Linked DNA regions of Mus musculus: region 2 is linked to region 1. The links are chromatin contacts, called in public HiChIP or PLAC-seq maps. All regions are on one chromosome and are shown on one strand. The core of a region is the stretch at or near the end of the contact, and the rest is flanking DNA. Distances in the headings are between cores, read along the strand shown.

Region 1 (6,324 bases), core at 1,059-3,558:
ATCCGGAGGTGTCATCCAGAGAGACCCAGAGAGGTCAGGGAGTTTTATGTCTTTGATTGATTGATTGATTGATTGATTGATTGATTTGGGCACTGAGGAGTGAACCAAGGGCTTTGCACTTGCTTGGTAAGCTCTCTACCACTGAGCTAAATCCCCAACCCCAGGGTCTGGGATGCCATCAGTCTATTTCCAGGAGTCTGGTAATGGGGCTGCTGGTCTGGGTACCACATTGGGTAGTAAGGTTCTAGATGCCAGGAGCATGGTGGTTTGAATGAAGATGGCCCCCATAGGCTCATATGTTCGAATGTTTGGTTCCCAGTTGGTGGAACTCTTTGGGAAGGATTAGGGGTTGTGGCCTTGATAGAGGAGGTGCGTCACTGGGGATGGGCTTCAAGGTCCAAAAAGTCCTTGCCATCCCCAGGTGACTCTCTCCATGTCCTTCCCTGAGCATGGGGTTTGGAGGGCACTGGGCAATGTCCCTCAGTGCCAGAATCTATTGGTGACCTTGTCTCCCAGTGCTGCTTCTCTTTGTTTTCCTGACAGACACAATCTTGATTTTGCTTATGTTGATCCTACTCTGGTCACATAAGTGTTTCAGCGAAGGGTGGGACCCTTGGGTGTGTGCTACCAGTTCTAGTCCACCCACGTTGTTCTGTATTCTTTGCCAGTGACTGGGTCCAGAATAGTTGATGGGTAGGTCCCTAGCAGGTCAATTCTGTAGCCAGGAGGACAGGAAGGCATAGCTGAGGGCCTTTGAGGAGGATCTGAGGAGGATTCCCCAGCTCATGAAAAGAGACATGGGGGTGGCAGGGTGGCTCAGTGGGTAAAGTCCTTGTCCTACAAGCATGGGGCACTGAGTTCAACCCCCAGTACCCACATAAAGAGCCAGATGTGGTGACGTAAGCCCAGTGCTGGGGAGGCAAGAACAAAGGGATCTCTGGAGCTGACAGGCCAGCCAGTCTAGCCAAATAGGCAAATCCCGGCTGGGTCAGTGAGAGACGTGATCTCAGAAAGCAGAGATGGGCATGGTGAGGTGAGTCTTTAATCCTAGCGCTCAAGAGGCAGAGGCAGGCTGGGCGGTGGTTGCACACGACTTTAATCCCAGCACTTGGGAGGCAGAGGCAGGCAGATTTCTGAGTTCCAGGCCAGCCTGGTCTACAAAGTGAGTTCCCGGACAGCCAGAGCTACACAGAGAAACCCTGTCTCGAAAAAAACTAAAAACAACAAAAACTAAAAAAAAAAAAAAAAAAAAAAAAAAAAAAAAGAAGGCAGAGGCAGGTATCAGACTGTGAGTTTGAGGGCAGCATTGTCTACATAACAAATCCCAGGCTAGCCTGGGCTACAAAGTGAGAGCCTATGTCAGAAACAAAAGCAGCAAAACAAACTGGAGACTCAGACAGAGGTTGGTCTCTGGCCTCCACGTGTGCCCAACCATACATGACCATACACCGTGGTGGGGTGGGAGTAGGTGTCTGTCTGCTTATAATAATATCATCTGTGTGGAGGAGATGCAAGAATGAAAACTGCCACCCTGACAGCAGCCAGAAGATTAATGTGGCTCGGGAAGAGAACAGAGACAAAGAAAGAAGAGTGGCAAAGCCAAAGACCAAGCCACCCTGCCGCCCCAATCCACCCTACCTGCCCATCTCTTCATGAAGAAAGTGCCCCGCGGGTTAGATCACCACATAGCACGCTTTGCAGATGCTCTGAGATTTACTAACTTGCATTCAAGTGCACAGGCTTAAGGGATTCTCTGGGTAGTGTGCCCATGGTCGTCCTGTGAACCACCTCCTGTATGAACAGGTACTTTCCAGCTGTAAAGGTAACAGGACATGTGTGGTTGTCGTCTATTGGTTTGCTTCATCGAAGGTTTAAGGGCAAAATATTTCTAGGAAATATTTACCATTCCAACTCAAACACTTCGATTTCGCTTTACCTTTTATAAACGTCTTACCAGAGCGGCGTTCAGGCGGTGAGAACGGGACTTCTACTCTTCCTGACCAGTGACAGTGTAGCAGAACCTACAGGTCGGCCTCACAGGAGCCTTCGCCGTGATACAGTTCCCACAAGCTTTCCCTTTACCATGTAATGCTTTGATTTGAGAAGTTCATATGCCCATGTGTGCAATGTATTTTGACCATACCCGTCCCGATTCTCCAACTCCTCCCAGATCCATTCCCTACCAACATCCTCCCCCACGGAGTCCAATTTGTACTGCTCACATATTCCTGCGTGTGGGACCACACCCTGGAGCACTGTCTACCCGCCAGGGGCCACACCCTTAAAGATAACTCACTCCCCTTCCCCCAGAAGCCACCAGCTGTCAATAACTCCTCAACTAGGGGAGGAGACTCACAAGCTCCTCCCCTCCTCCACACTGGACCATTGACTGGCTGGATCCAGTGCCGGCATCCACCACAGCTGCGAGTTCCCTATGCAGTAGCCCAGTCCTGTCTAAGACACTGTTTCCACTCCAGGCCTCCTGGACCTCTGGCCTGTACAGTCTTTCTGTCCTCGAGATGATCTCTGAGCTGTGAGGGAGAAGATGTGATAGAAGTGTCCCGTTTGTCACTGGCCACTCCCCAGACTCTTACACTGCACCTTGACCACTTTCCACCCTCCTTTTACACATGAAGAAACAGGGACACAGAAAGTCTAAGTTGCTTGCAGAAACCCACGCCGTTTATGACACAGAACAGTGGACTGCAAACCTGAGCAGTTGGCTCCTACGTACCATTATGCTCGATGGCTACGCTATGGTTAGACACACTGTAGTATCCCCAGTCTAGGAACTGCAGCACAGCCTCTACCAGTTGGTCAGGAAAGTCTTCAGGAAGTACTCAAGCCTGCTGAGAACTCAGTTTGTGGTACCTGGCTTCCATGGCTCCATCAGAGCATTCCAGTGAATAGTCCAAAGGTTTCTCACAGCCCACAGGCGCCACTTCTGCCCAGTGTCTATTCCACCCCCACTCCCCACCCCTACCACCGGAGCTGGACGCCCCTGCTGCTCTGGCCTGCAGTCTAGCCTCTCTACCCCATCACACCTCTGCAGGTCTTTGCATCTCCTGTTCTTTAGTTCTGAGTCAGCACTTTCTTCACCTCCTCAGACAGACAGACAGGCAGACAGACAGACAGACAGACAGACAGACAGACACAGACGCCCCACACTCACCACCTCTTGTTTCTGGATAATTTCTGTTTATGTGTCAAGCTTCAAGTATTTCTTTAGAGGGTTCTGTGCTATCAGTCTAAATCGCTTCCTCCGCTTGCTGGCCCTCTCTTGTTATTTCCCGGGATCCTATGGGCCCAGTGTGGAGCTCATAACACAACTTTCTTCTCCCCACCATATGGGTACCCAGGATGAAACTTGGGTCATCAGGCTTGTCAGTAGGTGCCTTTAGCCACCATCACGTGCACACACACACACACACACACACACACACACACACTGTCATCTTTCCCCCACATTTTTGCTGTGACATTTTTCAGAACTTATCACTTTATTTGTAATATGGTTTTGTGCTTGGTCTCTGTCCTCCCCAAGAATAGGATCAGCTCTATATGTGTGCCACTATAGCTGCTGTCACCACCATGTCTGCAATGACAGGTACATCATAGCAATAGTGAAAAAGTCACAGGAAGGAAGGAAGGAAGGAAGGAAGGAAGGAAGGAAGGAAGGGAGGGAGGGAGGGAGAGAGGGAGGGAGGGAGGGAGGGAGAGAAAAAAAGAAAGCCAGCAAGAGGGAGTGAAGGAGAAGAAAGGGAAGAGGGAGGGAGGAGGAAGTGTGAGGCTCCCAGGAGTAGTTTTTCGATAGAAACTCTTCCTCCACTTGGGCAGCCGCTGAGCGGAGAGATGATTCCTTTCTTCGACAGCTTGCTCTTGTGCTCTCTGCCTCTCTCCTCCTCCCATCTTTCTTTCTTCTTATTTCTTTCTTCTTTTGAATGTTTATTAAAAACTGATGATTCAGTAAGAGCAGTGTTTAAAAATTAAATTACCCTTCAAATCTAAAGTGAAGCATGTGCGCTTCAGATATTGTTTCAGTTTGCTCGGGAGCTGGGCCAGCCGGATACGGTTTCCATTGCTGGACGGAGAGCCACAGGCCTTCCCCTCCCCAACTCTGTCACCTTCTCAAACACGTGAATTTGACCCCTGACACCCTCTGTGTCCTGGTGTGGCCTCACTCACCATGGTAATACTGCAGAGCTAGACATTCAGATCCTACAAACCCCAGCTGGAGAAGCGCATGGAGTTTTCCTCTCGAGGTTAAGTGGCCATAAAGTCATATTGTGGCTTCAAGAGATTCCCACTCAAATGGGTTTTTGTTTGTTTCTTAAGTGAACTAAGAAAGAACTGGTAGGGGGAAAAACATGACTTGGAAATATCTGCGCCAGTAGTGAACTACTTACATTGAGAATCAGTAAGGTACAGAATGCACTGGGGAGACAGCAAAGCTCACTGCACTTGGCCTTTAAGAATAAACGCAATCTGGGGTGGGGAGATGCCCAGTGACAAAAAGCACTTGTTATGTAAGAATGACTGGGCAGCCTTAGCCGCGCAGCCGCAGCTCTCCAATGCCAGTGCCGCCTCTCGCTTGCCGAGCTCCAGCCGAAGGAGAAGGGGGGTAAGTAAGGAGGTGTCCATACCATGGCTCGTACAAAGCAGACTGCCCGCAAATCCACCGGTGGTAAAGCACCCAGGAAACAACTGGCTACAAAAGCCGCTCGCAAGAGTGCGCCCTCTACTGGAGGGGTGAAGAAACCTCATCGTTACAGGCCTGGTACTGTGGCACTCCGTGAAATCAGACGCTATCAGAAGTCCACTGAACTTCTGATCCGCAAGCTCCCCTTTCAGCGTCTGGTGCGAGAAATTGCTCAGGACTTCAAAACAGATCTGCGCTTCCAGAGTGCAGCTATTGGTGCTTTGCAGGAGGCAAGTGAGGCCTACCAGGTTGGCCTTTTTGAAGATACCAATCTGTGTGCTGTCCATGCCAAACGTGTAACAATTATGCCAAAAGATATCCAGCTAGCATGCCGCATACGCGGAGAACGTGCTTAAGAGTCCACTATGAGGGGAAACATTTCATTCTCAAAAAAAAAAAATTTTTTTTTCCTCTTCTTCCTGTTATCAGTAGTTCTGAATGTTAGATATTTTTTCCATGGGGTCAAAGGTACCTAAGTATATGATTGCGAGTGGAAACATAGGGGACAGAATCAGGTATTGGCGTTTCTCCACGTTCATTTGTGTGTGAATTTTTAATATAAATGCAAGATGGAAAGCATTAATGCAAGCAAAATGTTTCAGTGAACACATTTCAACAGTTCAACTTTATAACAATTATAAATAAACCTGTTAAAATTTTCTGGACAATGCCAGCATTTGGATTTTTTAAAAATAAGTAAATTTCTTATTGACGGCAACTAAATGGTGTTTGTAGCATTTTTATCACACAGTAGATTCCATCCATTCACTATACTTTTCTAACTGAGTTGTCCTACATACAAGTACATGTTTTTAATGTTGTCAGTCTTCTGTGCTGTTCCTGTAAGTTTGCTATTAAAATACATTAAACTATAAAAAAAAAAAAAAAAGAATGACTGGACAAGCTTCGTTTGTGCCCTGCCCGGGAGCCCCCATAAAACTGCAGATGAAACACTTGCAAGTTCTGTGATCCCAGCGCACTCCTCTAGGAGGATAAGAGGCTGACACAGGAGGGTCCCCAGCTGGTCTTACTCAGAGGTGAAGAGACCCTGCCCCAAATGAGATAAAAAGGCAGGTCCAGTCATATGCCATGGCATAGCTGACACCTCCCCCACAAACAGGAACACATACACAGAGACAATAATTAGATACAATACTAGACAGTCGTTTCAATCCTGCCCCTCCAAGTTTGTAAAGTAATGATAAATAATAATTATATCATTGTACAAGTCCAGCTACTAAGGAGATGTGACTCTATTTAATAAATTGTCTTGAAATCTATTCTGCAGGGCAGTGCCTTAGGGACTATAACTAAGGTGATCTCCATTAACAGAATTCTAGGGATGCAGCCTACAGTCTGTACCCTAGCTCCCCTGGACTAGAAAGCACACGGTATTACATACTGAGTAACAGATGAACCAGGAAATGCCTTGTGTCTTCTCTACTTGAATGGCCTCTGAACTAACACTATCATTCATTTTTAAAACTATCATCCTCCTCCTCTTTTCTTCCTCCTCTTCCTCTTCTTCTTCCTCCTCTTTCTTCTCTTCCTCTTCTTTAGCCTCCTCCTCTGCCTCCTTTTCTCTATTCCTCAAATAGTTCTGGAAGTTTCCACATGGAATCATC
Region 2 (6,042 bases), core at 2,954-5,453, 240 kb before region 1:
GGCAACCGAGCCGTTTATTTTCCAAAGCCTTATGGTGAAAACGGAAAACATGGCGAGTGCTCGGCTAACCTCTCACACCCTTCTGGCTTTCATTTTTTTATTTATCTTTTTTAAAAAAGTTAATAGTGATGGAAGGGAACCGCTCACAGCTGGATTTCAGATGTTCAAGTCATTCAGCTGTCCCAACAACCTCTACAGAGCCGCTTTCTGTCTTTCAGCCTGTGTCAGACATGGCACAAAGGGCAGAGAATGCCCTTTCCTGGATACACAAGAGAAATCTGACTCAAGCAATGAGGGGTTAGCTTATCCAGCCTTGGCCTCCAGAGCTGTCTGTCCAGGAGTAAGTCTGGCCAGCCTCAACCCCCACTGTCTGTCCAGTAGTTAGTCTGTCCAGCCTCAGCCTCCAGGACTCTGTCTGTCCTTGAGTTAGTCTGTCCAGCCACAGCCTCTAGGACTCTGTCTGTCCAGGCAGCACCTTGGCACGTCCCGGCTGCTGATCTGCAGCTCTCATTAACTCCACAGCTGTCACACTGAACATGAATTTGAGAAGGTCGTCATGCCACGTGAGGGATGTGACAGTGGGGCTAGAGCTCACAGACCTTTCTCAACTACACTTTTCCTTGCGCACCTACTATGTGCTACATCCAAACAGAGTGATGACTCTGACTATGCAAGGTCTTAATGGACTGAAAGGATGCTGGAGGTTTTCAATCCACGGACCACCCCAGTCGGGTACGGGGGGTCCCTGGAATGAGGGTCCTTGAAGCTAGGTGGGTAAGGATTTGGTGGTGACAAACAGAAACAAACACAGAGGCAGTTTGAATCTGTGTATTCTGCAGCTCTCAAGCAGGGGGTTTTATACATTAAAAAAACCAAACATTACATCTCTTAGAAACTATATCCAGTGAGACAATCACAGATACCAACAAAAATCATTTGGCACAGTAAAGCACAAAAATTATCCAAGCATTACAACTTTGAAACTATGTATTCAGTGAATCACAAACAGAACAGGTAACATCATTATAAATCATCAAAATATAACAATTCTAAAAGGATGTATTCAGTGGGGACTGTCGTCCAAGGCTAGTGGCATATTTCCAGGAGCAGGTTAATAAATCTTTAACAGTCAGTGCTCTTAACCACTGAACTAACTCTCCAGCCCCATGGTCAATTATTATTTAACATCTAGTGCCCGATTTTCTTATAAATCAACTATTTTAATTCTTTCTAATTAAGGCTTTCTTTACCATATACCAAAATCCACCTCCGATGACACACGTGTAGCCATATGAAATTTTATTGTTGGGAAAGGTTTTTTGTTTTTGTTTTTGCTTTTTCGAGACAGGGTTTCTCTGTATAGCCCTGGCTGTCCTGGAACTCACTTTGTAGACCAGGCTGGCCTCGAACTCAGAAATCTGCCTGCCTCTGCCTCCTGAGTGCTGGGATTGAAGGTGTGTGCCATCACGCCTGGCTGTTGGGAAAGTTTTTATCTATTGTAATAGCTTTGTAAATGATTTTGAAAGTAAAGTGTTGGTTTCCCTGGGGATAAGGTAATGTTAGTGACCCCATCTCTAGGGATGGTTTCTTACCCACTATTCTCGCTTAAGATCTTAGCCTAGGCTACCAGGAACATGTAAATAAGAGAAGGAATAAGAGAAAATAAAACAGAGATATTGCCATGAGAACTATGGCTCAATATTTTTTTCTCCAGAGAAGAGTTCCACAGCCGGTTTCAGGAAGCCTCCCTTTTTTGAGGTCAATCGCCTCAGTCTGTGTAACTTGTCGCACAGATTCTACTGGAGGCGGTGTGGCAGATCCAGTTAAACACCTCGTCTGCTTTCAAGGAAATGTGTAGCAGGGTGAATCTGTGGTCTCAAATGTGGAAGCCCCTTCTGAGGGCACCCCACTGAGAATGGTGCTTGGCAGATTTTGATCCTGACACCAGAACCACTCAGTGTGTGGCCGCAGCTTCTTAGCCCTTATTTTACGTACGACAGTAACTACATCGATGCTCTGTTGTCCTAGCCCTCTACAGGTTAGACACTGCAAGATGGAGGCGAAGGAAAGAAGGAAGAGAAATGGCCAGTGGTGTAGAGACACATGGGTGGCTTCTCAGCAGGCCATGCAAACTGAATACCACCGTTACTGGGCCTGAGAAGGGACTTCCCGTTGTGGTCAGGGCCGGCTTCGCCGTCTCTGAAGAGGGCTTGCTGCTGCCCTCTCCGTGTTCCCTGTAGATGGTTCTGCTTTCTCCTCTGTTTTACCCGTGGTGGTTGCTGTGGTGTGACCAGGGAGTCTCTCTTCCCTTCTTTCTTCTCATTCCGTCTCCGCTTCTGAGAGACCACAGAGCTGACACACCACTTCTGATGATGTGCACAACAGGCTAACCATGGCGAAAAGTTTCTTCCCGAGATCTGGAATTAGCTGCCATTTAGCCATTGTCCAGCCTTGAGCAACGTTTCTCTGTGAGTATAAAAATGCTTGCAATTCAGACATTGATCACTCCATGCAATATATCGTCACGGTGTTGTCATAATTGCCACCAGCACCATCATTTTGAGACATGTCCCATGTAGCCTGGAATGGCCTGCAGGTATCTATGTAGCCAAACTGGCCTTAAACTTCGGATCCTCCTGACTCACCTACTGAGTGCTGGGATTGCAGCAGTGTGCCACCCGCCACTCTTGGTCTGTGTGGAGCTGGGGATTGAAGGCAAGGTTCACACTTGCCAGGCAAACACTTAATGCACAGAGCCTCATCTCGGGGCTTATGCAACGTTATTATTTTTGTCCTCTGGCACCTGACTTGTGGTTCACATGTAATATCTTAACTTCTCCTTCCTCAAAGAGTCAAGTCATCCTGGAGCCTTGTTCAAGCTGGTCTTTTCCTGTCTCTACAAAGGTCTCCAGCACTTCCCCATTGTGAGCAGTCTCTCTGAGAGAGCTTTGTCCCAGAATAACTTAGCTATTGTCTCTGATGTGTCTACACTCTAAATTTATGAAGTCCCTGTTTTATGTGTGTAGAATGAATATATATGTATATGTATGTATGTGTGCGCGTATATATACACACACATATATACATACATACATATATAAAGACACACACACACACACACACACACACACACACACACACACCCCTCAGGGTTTCTATTGCTGTAATAAAACCATGAAGAACAGCAACCTGGGGAGACAGGGTTTGTTTTAGCTTTCAGTTCCACATTACAGTCCATTCCTAAGCAAAGTCAAGACAGGATCTCACACAAGGCAGGAGCTGGTGTGGAGGCCATGGTGGGTGCTGCTTACTGGCTTGCTCCTTGTAGCTTGTTCAGCCTGCTTTCTTATATGTTATAGGATGACTGGTCTGGCGTGGCACTGCCCCTGAACCACTCACATCTATCATCAACCAAGAAGATGCACCACAGGCTTGCCTCCAGGTCAATCTGGTGGGGACCTTTTCTCAGTTGAGGTTTCCTCCTACAAAATTACTCTCAAGCTGATATAAAATTAGCCCCCCCCCCCTATATGTTTACACTAAAGCATATGTTCAATGGGATAGTTCAGCCAGGCAAACCTTCCCTCCTTAAGTCCCCTGGGTCACACTGTTTCATCGCTGCAATAGAAACTGTATCCATGACACCCACCTGTGCTGGAATTGTGGCTGTCTTGCTCTTACACAGGTCCTGTAACAGGCACCTGCAGCTGCTACGAGTTCATGAGTCTGACAGCCGTGCCAGGGCTAGATGACAGCATTTCACAGTTCTTCTCCTCCACCTCCAGCTCTTGCGGTCTTTCTAGCTTCTCTTTTGAGATGTTCCCCGAACCCTGGTGTGTGTAGGGGGTGTGGGTCTAAGGATCTCATTTAAGGCTAAACACCCAGTTGATTATTCTCAGTACTTGGAGCCATCCTGCATTTCTCCATTGACTGCTGCTGCAAAAAGAAGTTTCTCTGACCAAGGTGGAGAGCATTATCGAGTGTATGGCTATAAACATAAATATTCAGAAGGTGATCTTACAATATGAACATTTAGTAAAATAACAATACTAGGCTCCACTCTATGACCTCTCTAGCCCTGGACCTCTGGCCAGCATTACAGTAACAGACATGGGATTCCATTCTGTGAAACAGGCCTTAAGTGCACTCAGGGAGTAGTTGGCTCCCACATTAGAGGCTTGCTGTTATCGCAGCAGTGAGCACGTCTTGCTTGGCAGGTTGCTACAGCAGCATGCTGGGTCCAGCACCATGCTTTCTTCATATGTGCGTGCATGCATGCGTGCGTGTGCATGTGTATGTGTGTGTTATTTACGTTCCAGAATTATGTAAAATGGAATGGAGGAATCAAAGAACAGAAGCCCCCATTTCTTTCCCAGGTTACCTAAGTGTGTGTGGTCATGAATGTGAAACAGACCTCCTAAGCCCCTCCAACACGGACAAGAGATGCTTGCTGCCTTCTTTCCTCACTGATGAGCGGGAAACGATGTCATTTCCCCCACGGAGCCCATGTGCTTCCTTTCCTAACCAACCAGGTCTATGAGTTTGGGGTATCATTGAAGGGGGAGTTATATGTGTTCTCTGTGCAGAAGGAGTCATCCCTCCATTTCAGCGGCACCTAGTTACAAACCCTTACATCATACAGCATTAGCCAGTGACTCAGGGTGTGGCTGCTGAGCATGGCTGGCAAAGATAAGGCTGTTTTCAGTGCGTAGATCTTACTTCAGAGCAAAGCCCTGGCCGTTTTGGCTGCTCCTGTCCTGTCTGTGGAGGAGGGACATCTATCTACAGGAGGCGTGTGCAAGCTTGAGTCAGCTCTACTCAGTCTGGGCCTGTGTGCCAGGTTTCTATTATTGTAAAGCGTGGAAAGTCACTCCCAAGGAATGCTGTAATATTTTAATAAAACAATTTTGTGTAGCTTTGGACTGGTTCTGTGGCCATAATTAACAGCGCCAGCAGAAGTAACTTGGTGAGGGAATGTTTATTTGGTTTATAGGATACACCCCATCATCGGGGGTTCCCAAGGCAGATGCTCGAGGCAGGGATGAAGCTGGGGTCAGGAACATGGCATAAGCCATGGTGGAGCTTACTGGCTTGCTCAGTCTGCTTTCTTACACAACCCAGGACCACCAGCCCAGGGGTGGTCAGCTATCACTCACTTGACCCTCCCATATCAGTTATCGATTAAAGTTTTAGAAATGTTCCTATAGACTTGTCTGCAGACCAGTATGATGCAAACAATTCCTCAGTTGGGGTTCCCTCTTCTCAATGGTTGTCTTGTGTCATGTAGACAAAAGCTACTGCGATGTTAGATTTTTCCATGGGCAGATGTTATGACCTCTATAGCCAGAAGGTGGCGCCATTTCTCAAGGAAAAGGGTGGAAGCCAGAAAACCTGCCGGGAGGATGTTGACTTGTTGTGTCTGCAACAGGTGATGGTGGAGCGGAGCGAGACACAGAGATTAAAAGGCACAAATGAAACACCCTTGCACAAAGTCATACGACAGGTTCCCAGCAGAGGCAAAGCTAGACATAGGAGTCCTGGTGCATACATTTTCTGCACACATAAAATTTCCCTACCGTGACAGTTTATTCTGATCCTAAATTCTCTCTCTCTCTCTCTCTCTCTCTCTCTCTCTCTCTCTCTCTCTCTCTCTCTGTCTCTGTCTGTCTCTCTGTCGATCTCTCTCTCTCTCTCACACACACACACACCAACCAAACAACTTGGAAACAGAGTGGATCATCTGACACACTGGTGATATTTCAAAATAATTAAGTTGTTGAACTTCTTGCCTCTAAGTCTCAATTACAAGCCAGGTTCAAGCCACACTTATTAGAATTTTAATATATTTGTGATTAAATGGGTAATCTATATATTTTCACACATTTGAACGAGGGAAAAGTCACCACTATGGATGGTATGAAACACTATATTGTTGTCCTTAAAGTGTAGGTCAAGTCAAAATAGTTAAAATCTCTGTGTAACTACTCACACATAAGGTAGCATACGGGCTTTGGAAGGGGCCCCCAGGTAGCAGGCCTGGTG

What was found. HiChIP or PLAC-seq counts read pairs in DNA pulled down with a chosen protein or histone mark.
Region 2: a contact with region 1 is called in an H3K4me3 HiChIP or PLAC-seq map of fetal liver, with 3 times the contacts expected there. The contact joins two enhancer-like sites. A contact is called at or near these places in 10 of 39 promoter capture datasets (the C10 cell line, the HPC-7 cell line, cranial neural crest and 7 more), 3 of 484 Hi-C or Micro-C datasets (the AtT-20 cell line, ECoMG myeloid progenitors and bone marrow-derived macrophages), 5 of 115 datasets of contacts at active chromatin or transcription factors (the 230-238 cell line, the HPC-7 cell line, embryonic basal ganglia and 2 more) and 3 of 9 other capture datasets (embryonic stem cells, embryonic tail and embryonic trunk).

The regions. Positions count from the first base shown.
Region 1 is chr16:91,112,920-91,119,243 of GRCm38.p6, reverse strand. It overlaps a transcript of 4932438H23Rik not described here and the pseudogene H3f3a-ps2. Among named protein-coding and RNA genes, the nearest start is that of 4932438H23Rik, 47 kb to the right of the region's middle. Within about 2 kb of position 2,308, at least 2 of the 459 cell types and tissues checked have an H3K27ac peak or open chromatin away from gene starts, as enhancers often do. A contact at or near this core is called in fetal liver, where this site is marked.
Region 2 is chr16:91,351,557-91,357,598 of GRCm38.p6, reverse strand. No RefSeq gene overlaps it. Among named protein-coding and RNA genes, the nearest start is that of Ifnar2, 18 kb to the left of the region's middle. Within about 2 kb of position 4,203, at least 123 of the 459 cell types and tissues checked have an H3K27ac peak or open chromatin away from gene starts, as enhancers often do. A contact at or near this core is called in fetal liver, where this site is marked.